2 separate regions of the Danio rerio genome follow, and region 1 is linked to region 2. The links are chromatin contacts, called in public Micro-C maps. All regions are on one chromosome and are shown on one strand. Each heading gives the region's core, a stretch centred on a gene start, on an enhancer-like site or on the middle of the called end of the contact. The rest is flanking DNA. Distances are from core to core; before and after follow the strand shown. Region 1 holds the start of mtfmt (mitochondrial methionyl-tRNA formyltransferase). Region 2 holds the start of cgnl1 (cingulin-like 1).

Region 1 (3,959 bases), core at 168-2,667, 260 kb before region 2:
GTAGTGACAGACTGATAATTTGTAATTTTTATTTTGTTTATGGATGAGGGATTGGAATCAATGTGTTTCTATTTTCATGTACAAATATCTTTCTATTTTTGCAATAAGTTAATAAACCAAACAAGAAATAATCACACTAAAAAGTCAATAATGCGGTCAAACTCTTAACTAAAAAAAAAAAAAAAAAAAAGAATAATTAATGGTGCAGCAAGGAGACAAAATACAAGTTGTGAAGTAAATATTTTGAGAATTAAGGTAAAGTATAAGATGTTAAACCTGATTTAAACCTTTAATCTACCAGTTTAACCTACCCACTTTAGGTCTCCAAAAGTATAAAACAGCAAGTTTCAGACACTTTGCTGAGTAAAGAATTGTGAAAAAAAATTTTCATAACTCAATGAATTATACAAGGCACTTCACCTCCAGGCTTTGATGACAATTATACAGCCCTTATTAAAGACTACATACAAAATTAAAAGCATTATTAAGACCATTAATTACGTTTGGAAAAGTTGGAATAAATTACTTCCGAAAAAAATCTCATCAAAACATAATAACAAACTAATTATGGACATGCTGAAGTCACATTCGTTTGATGAACCCTTATAACGTACTATGGCATTTTGTTGATGATGTTTTCCTTGATTAAGCTGCCAAATGACACCACCACACCAACATCAAAGTGTGTACTCATGTCCACATCTGGCCAGTGGTGAAGCGGAAGTCTGTGCTGCTCTGCATATTTCCTGACCGGAGCATCACGGGACAGCGTCACGACCTCAAGTGCATCGACGACTCCAGCTTTATTGTCATTTCTAATGAATACAGATGAATAACATGAATAACACAGCAAGGTCATAACGGACAATAATACAATAACATCCTGGATGTCATTACCGAGACAAATGAAGCAGCTTCAGTGACTCCAGAGCAAAATCATCACTTCCAAAGAACAGTATTCTCCAGGGCGGTTTAGACGCAGACTGTGTTTGAGTTACTAAAGATTTGCTTCTGCCCAAGAGAAATAAGCCTCTTCTATGGCGCGTGAAACAGATGCTACAAAGTCTCTGAGACAGCAAACGACCTGGGTCTGTGAGCTTTAAGAAGTTTAAGTTCCACATACTTTAATGTAAGATTTCATAAATGACAGAAACTGCCATTAACAGCTAGCGAAGTTACAAAACCATCAGTCCTCCATTAACGTTAAGCACGCAGAAGTCAGAAAGTCATGCTAATATTCTATGACAACTTCAGGTGAGACAACCTTGGCATTTTTAGAATCACGTTTCCAAAGTTGGCTCATTATACTAATCCGTTTTTCCCCAAAGCAGTAGATGACAGTAGCAAGGTTACGGTTAAGAATTAGATGTACACACTGGCGTATGTGTGCGGCGCCATGTTGACGTTGACGTCGTTTCCGCTTTGCGTCTCAAATAAAAGCTTTTTTGAACCAGCACAACTACTGTAACCTTTCTTCATTCAATCTTGACGTGCAGTTTTTGCTTTCCAACTGGATTTAGTTCACATTCACAGACTTTTTTGGAGCATTAGAACCTTAAAACCTGAATGCCATTGGGTGAGAAAAAGTTTGAACTTTCCATAATAAATATGGACTTTCCATATATATGAAGAGAAAAATCATTTCTGGATAATAAGAGATTCTATTTGTAATCACGTGCATAGATCTTCACATATCTTTACAAAAAAATTAGAGGCTATAGTAAAACTGCAGAACTTCCAAAGAAAGTTAATAATCTCATATATACATCATGATGACAGTAAATAATATTTGACTTTATATTTTTCAAGACACTTCTATACAGCTTAATGTGACATTTAACCAGGTTAATTAGGTTAACTAGGCAGGTTAGTGTAATTAGGCAAGTTATTGTATAATGATGGTTTGTTCTGTAGACTATCCAAAAAACTATTTGCCTAAAGGGGCTAATAGTTTTGACCCTAAAATGGTGTTTAAAATTTCTTCTGGGCTAATAATTCTGATATTATATATATATATATATATATATATATATATACACACACACACACACACACACACGTAATGTGTTTTAAAATATCTTCCAATCAATCTATATTTAACATCGCTGTGTGACAATGCATGACACATTATCTGCCTTATTTGTTGATAAATGCACAAGATTTTATTCGGAGTGTAATGCCTAATAAAATCAATATTTACCCAAGATAAATTTCCAATACAAGCAAATAGAAATAATGTGTATTTTCTTATTTTCCAGGAGCTCTATAACCAAATTAAGAACTGTTTCTTTCCTTCCCCATACCTCCTAAAGCCAAAAAAAGACTTTAAAATATTCAATATTTACCCATCTCCAGACTTTTATATAGCAGAACCTGCTGGTCTGATTCATTCGAGTGGTTAAATGTTTGTGTAAAAAGTTGACCTCCCAATTTTCTAAAAAATATATTTTCTTTTATTTATGGAAGATGTTAATATTCAATTTGTATTGAACAATATTCTAATTTTGGAGAAATTTTATATTTATAAATGCAAGTGCCTTAAAACAAAACCACTGTTTTTATTTTTCCAAAAGGAATTTTGGTTATACTGTAAATCTTTAAAGTTGTTATATATGTGATATATATATATATATATATATATATATATATATATATATATATATATATATATATATATATATATATATATATATCGGCTGTGTTTGTGCGTCTATTTCTTTGTTTAAACTTTTTTTTTTTGCATTATTATCATATTGATTTGATTATTATTTGTGCTCTGTTCTGTAAATGTACATGAAGTTGTTAAACGAACTCTGCCTTATTGTATTTGTGTTATGATGCAATAAAAAAAAAATTGCAAAAGTTTTCTCATTACAGCGTGAAACCCCAAGAGGGCGCACTTCACCAAATCAAGAACTTTGAGGAAAACATGAACACGGATTGGATTTGAATCACAAGGGCGCAAATGAATATGTTATAAAAAGTTTATTACTGATGAAGACGAATGTAATTTCTACAATGATTCTACAATCTCTCTCAATCAACAGGAGAAATGACTCCCATTGCAGAATCCTATCCAGATCAACTCCATATAACAATATGTTACACACAATCTAAAAAATAAAAATAAAATAACAGGACTCATCTTTGCATTCCTAAATACAGAAAAATTGCTGAGAACTAGTTTTTTTGTCTTATGAAACCACCACTTTAAAAAGGCAGATGTAGGAATCTAGATCTGTTAGGTCTGTGATCATCTGTACAATCACAACTGTGGATTGGAAAAAAAAAACTTGAGAACACTCATATACACGGAGCAACATTCACATCGCTGCCTTTACAACTCAATTTTAATCCAGGGGGTGCATTAAAAAAAGAAATTACATATGCAGGTACAGAAATATTGTACTCGCACAGTACATGATTAAAATAATGTTTTAACAGTATACTTCCATCTTCTTTTGGATCTACAAAAAGTTCTTAACGCATATCCTATATAAAAAACGGGGAAGAGCTAGTCATCATAACACTCTGCTGCTTCTAGAGTTTTGTGATGCTTCAATGGATCCTCAGTTATGTTAGCAGTTAACCATCAGTCTCCACTTGTTTGTTGTTTTCAGTTGTGTCGTCCTCAAGGACTTTGGACGGAGTGAGAGGTTCCAGCTGCGAGTCAGCGTTCCCTGCATCCAATCCATCAGTTTTACACAGAAAATCAGAGGGAGTTACGGCACCTTCATCAGCGAGGGCAGAAACAGGGCAGACTGGAGCCTCAGCGGGTGATTCAGGAGGAAGACTCTTGGGGGATTCTTCTACTGACGCCTCATTGGTGGTGGCTTCCTCCATGTCCTCCTTCACCTCATCCATGTCATCTTTGTCAGCTTCGGGTGCCTCTGAGCCATCCTCTATTACAGTGTCTTCATCTGGTATTGTTTGTATTTCACTGCTCTGAATGGGTTCGG
Region 2 (4,041 bases), core at 14-2,513:
CACATATAAAAAGCAAACATAGTTGCTTTAGCGATTGTCCTGTAGTTTTCACTATAGCTGCAATGCTCCTCAAAGTGACCCATACTTTTTTCTCATGTTAAGTAGGATGAAACTAAGGTTAACTGTTTTCACTCACTAAAGGAAAAACTCACAGCTTCTTAAACTGTCATCAACAGATAATTTGCGAGCTTTACAGTGGAAGGTCAATTATGCACTGATCATACCTATGCTGAAGCTGCACACATTCAGACAGCAGGCTTTTCATATTAGTTGCTTATTTATTGCAAGTAGCTACAACATTTGTTGAAAATTCACTTTTTTCTTTTGTATTATACATACATATATATATATATATATATATATATATATATATATATATATATATATATATATATATATATATATATATATATATATATATATATATATATATATATATATATATATATATATATACTAAATAAAGATTAAAGACACAGTGTGTTAAATTTGTGTTCACATTTCTGTGAGAGTCAGTGAGTAATTTGCATTATGCAAATATTCTGTCGGCGGTTGTTTTCTCACTAGATGGCGCTGTCAGTCTAAAGAGCTCTCAGCATCATTTTAGCCTGTATAATGCTGTTAAACTGTTCCAATAGTGAACTTGTTGCCTATATGTCTTACATGTACTGACAATATTGAGGTATATTAAAGCTAACAATTCTTTTTATATATATCCGAAAAGTAAACTGAAACTTTTTATTTTATTTTAATCGTATTTTTATTTTGATGTGGCAGTTTAGCCAGGTAAGACAGTTTACCAGAGTAAAGAAATGTACAGCAGTACACGGCTTCACATTTTACAAAGAAAATCTGTTTCTATCTGTTTCGATAGATTTAGTTTGCATTCTAAACACTTGTTAGACTTAGGGCTAATGCTTAACCCTGGAAAACAAAACAACCAAAACAAACAACCAAGCAAAGATACATGTTTTTCCAGTCTGGACAACACTAAGAAAAATTCATTCAAATCACATGAAATCTCCTGTCACATGAAAACCCTTGATTTCACCGATACCCAAAGCACAAGGGCTTGTAGGGCCTACACCCAGTTTCTGCGCTTTGTGTCTTGAGATCAGGTGAAATGCGAAATCAGCTCTGATCGGCCGTCATGTAGAGCGGATCAGCTGATCGCGAATCAGGCTGAGTGGGTGGGCGGGGCGAAGATTTGGTGTGGGCGGGGCTTGACGCTTCTCAACAGCCCGTGTGCTTGAAGCAAAACTAGTCTGAAAACAAGACGTGCAACAAGTGACTTTGAGCAAGTGAGAGGAGATGGAGCTTTCGCTTAGTGTCACAGCTGTTTACAGAGCTTGACCAACAAACAAACGCATATTGGAGGATAAACGACAAACAGCGGTAAGAGCTGCGTTTTTTATTTCCAAAAAGTGGGAATCTCCGCTAGTCTTGGAGCAGTTTGGTAGTAAGTTCTGTGCGCTGAAGTTTAAAAAACACTGAGAAAGTTACCAAAACTTTAATGAGTACACACTCGAGTATTTCCATGTACAGTATGGTAAATGCAGGGTATTAAAACTGCTCTTGTAGAGCCTGACGCATCTTTAGGTACAGTCAGTGTTTGTGTGAAATTTAGCCTTGTTTTTTGTGTTGTAACCATGCTTGTTTTTGGCGTATTGACTTACATTTGTTTAACCAAAGTTTTACTAAAATTACCATGGTAAAACTATGGTACTGCAAAATCATAGTAAATTTGTGGCCACTATGGTTCATAATGGTAACTCTTACCATGGTTTTGCAACACAATCTATAGTTTTACAACAGTAGTAGAGATATACAAGTTTAAGTACGTATGCCAAAAATATAATTACTACAATTTTGCTAGCTAAAAATATATATGTAAGGGTAAACATCAGTTATTTTGCATAAAAAAAATGAAAATTTTAGTTCAATTGAATGTATGATTCCCAAACTAAATCATGCAGTATGATCAGATTTACCATACTGTGCAGAAAACCATAATATGACTTAATTCTGTTGAAAAAGAGTAAAGTTCACTGTAGTTACTCATGTTATCCCTACTTACAGTTATAGTGTTTACTGTGTCATCTTGAGAATAATTATCAGTAAACCTTTCTGTTTTTTCTTCGTTTAATTATTATTATTATTGGAGTTCTAACCTAGTTTTTAGTCTGGATTAGTTAGAGTTAATTAATTAGATAGAGTTTACATGTAGATAGTCAGAGTACTACAATTGTACCAGGAAACTCCTTGGAAAAGTAAGAATGCAGGTGGAGGCCATGCTGCAAGAGTTTGCACAGCCCGTGTTTACTTCCCCGTCAGAGCTACATGTTTCCAGTTGGCACAATGAGAGGAAGGGAGCTACATTAACACCATTGAGTCCCTCTGCACATAGTACATGTGATACAGGGACTGAATAAGGCTATTGTGTCATATCCCTTTTTCTGCACCAAAGCTCTGTTCCTTGTGGATAAAGGGGCTTGCCGCTTTTTAACTTGCTCGTATTGTTCTTTCTCATCCCCCTTTGTGGGGCTGGAAAGTTTGAGTTTTCTTTTTGCTCTCTTGAGATCCAATGAGAAAGATTTTTCCTTTAGATTCTTGCTTTATTAGGGTGTTCATTTTGTGTTTTTGTCCTATTTGGCCTTAAGTCCAGTCTTCCAATCGTATGCTTTCCTTAGTGTCACCTTCATTCTTCATTGAGGAGATTCTTTACTTGCCCATTGAAAACGAACCGATTCCTCTTTGTTTTCCTTATTGTTAAGCCCTTGAGGATCTCACAGGTTGCATGCACAGTAATACATTGCATACCACGATCATGCCATTTGGCATTGCAACAAAAGACATCAATATGACTCATGCAATCTTTTGTTGGTTTGAGGTGTAAGGATGTTATCAGTGGGATCCAGAGGAAGCTGATAATAGCCTGTTGCATGGCGTGAAGCCTGTAGTGGGGTGATATTTTTTCAGCATTGTGTTTTGCTATTCTGGAGACACAATGCTGTTGCTCATTGCGTATGTCGTTAAAATTCTTTGGAACGAATTAAGATGTGATGACACTGACAAACAAGTAAATGACTGCAGTTGGGTGATTTTTGGGTTTGCAGTTGAATTTGAATAAGGTGTACTTGAAAACCAAATTGCATGAAACAGTTTGACGCTGCACTTTGTTTACTTTAGGGCTAGGCGATATGAAAAAAATGTCCTCATAATGATATATAACTATATAGTACCATTTCTGCAAATTCCATAGGTTCTTTCTAAAATGAGAATGACAATTTGTTTTGCTTAACATAAAGATCACGATTTTCTCACAATTCTGTAAATGTAAAATAAAACTTAATATGAGTAGGCTTTTATTATTGTCAATTCTCAAACATGTGGTAAGAAAAACAATAATAGTAGACCTATTTGTTGGTATACTGTTGGTTAAAATGCTACATTTTGTAAAAGCTTGGAGTAGTTGACCTTAATAGACTTTAAGCTAGACCTGGCTGTTAATACAGAGTAAAGTGAGGATTTCAGTATACAACTATTCATAGTTCTAAAGTTGAATTATTATAACATATGCATTATTATGACATCCAGTATCTGTCATTGACAGCATTATTAGACCATTTTTTCATTGGTAAAATTAGACACTTTGTTATCAGATTCCCTCAGATTGGATTATATTAAACATTATAGAGGCTAGAGAAGTTATACTGACACTGATACTTAACCATTTTAAAATAAAATAACTTTTTTATTTAATATTAACTTTAATAACTTCAATAACTTTTCATACTTTGAAATAAAAAAACTAATCAAATGCTTGTGATCATTAATATAAATACATATTGTAACTCGAGTACATCATTACAGTAAGACAGAAATTATATTTTTGGTTGAATTATACCTTATAAATGCAGTATGTGACTTTATGAACACCATTTGGAGGTGTCCACATTGCTGAGCAATGTATATTAAACAATGTGAAGACTTGTGCAACTATGCTTTTCTCCTCAACTTAGAGACGCTGGATTACGATCT

The links. Hi-C and Micro-C count contacts between places; a contact is called where the count stands out from the background.
Region 1: a contact with region 2 is called in a Micro-C map of caudal fin, with 7 times the contacts expected there. The contact joins the promoter of mtfmt here to the promoter of cgnl1 in region 2. A contact is called at or near these places in 3 of 18 Hi-C or Micro-C datasets (caudal fin, hematopoietic stem cells and an unstated tissue) and 1 of 4 datasets of contacts at active chromatin or transcription factors (caudal fin).

Annotation. Positions count from the first base shown.
Region 1 is chr7:54,356,730-54,360,688 of GRCz12tu, reverse strand. It overlaps mtfmt (mitochondrial methionyl-tRNA formyltransferase), which reads right to left and starts at 1,417. Exons shown (of 9, transcript NM_001077542.2): 1 at 898-1,417; 2 at 615-815. The coding sequence starts at 1,121. It overlaps znf280d (zinc finger protein 280D), which reads right to left. Exons shown (of 18, transcript XM_679451.9): 18 at 2,971-3,959. The coding sequence ends at 3,586.
Region 2 is chr7:54,092,467-54,096,507 of GRCz12tu, reverse strand. cgnl1 (cingulin-like 1) reads left to right here and starts at 1,263. Exons shown (of 19, transcript XM_003198999.7): 1 at 1,263-1,395.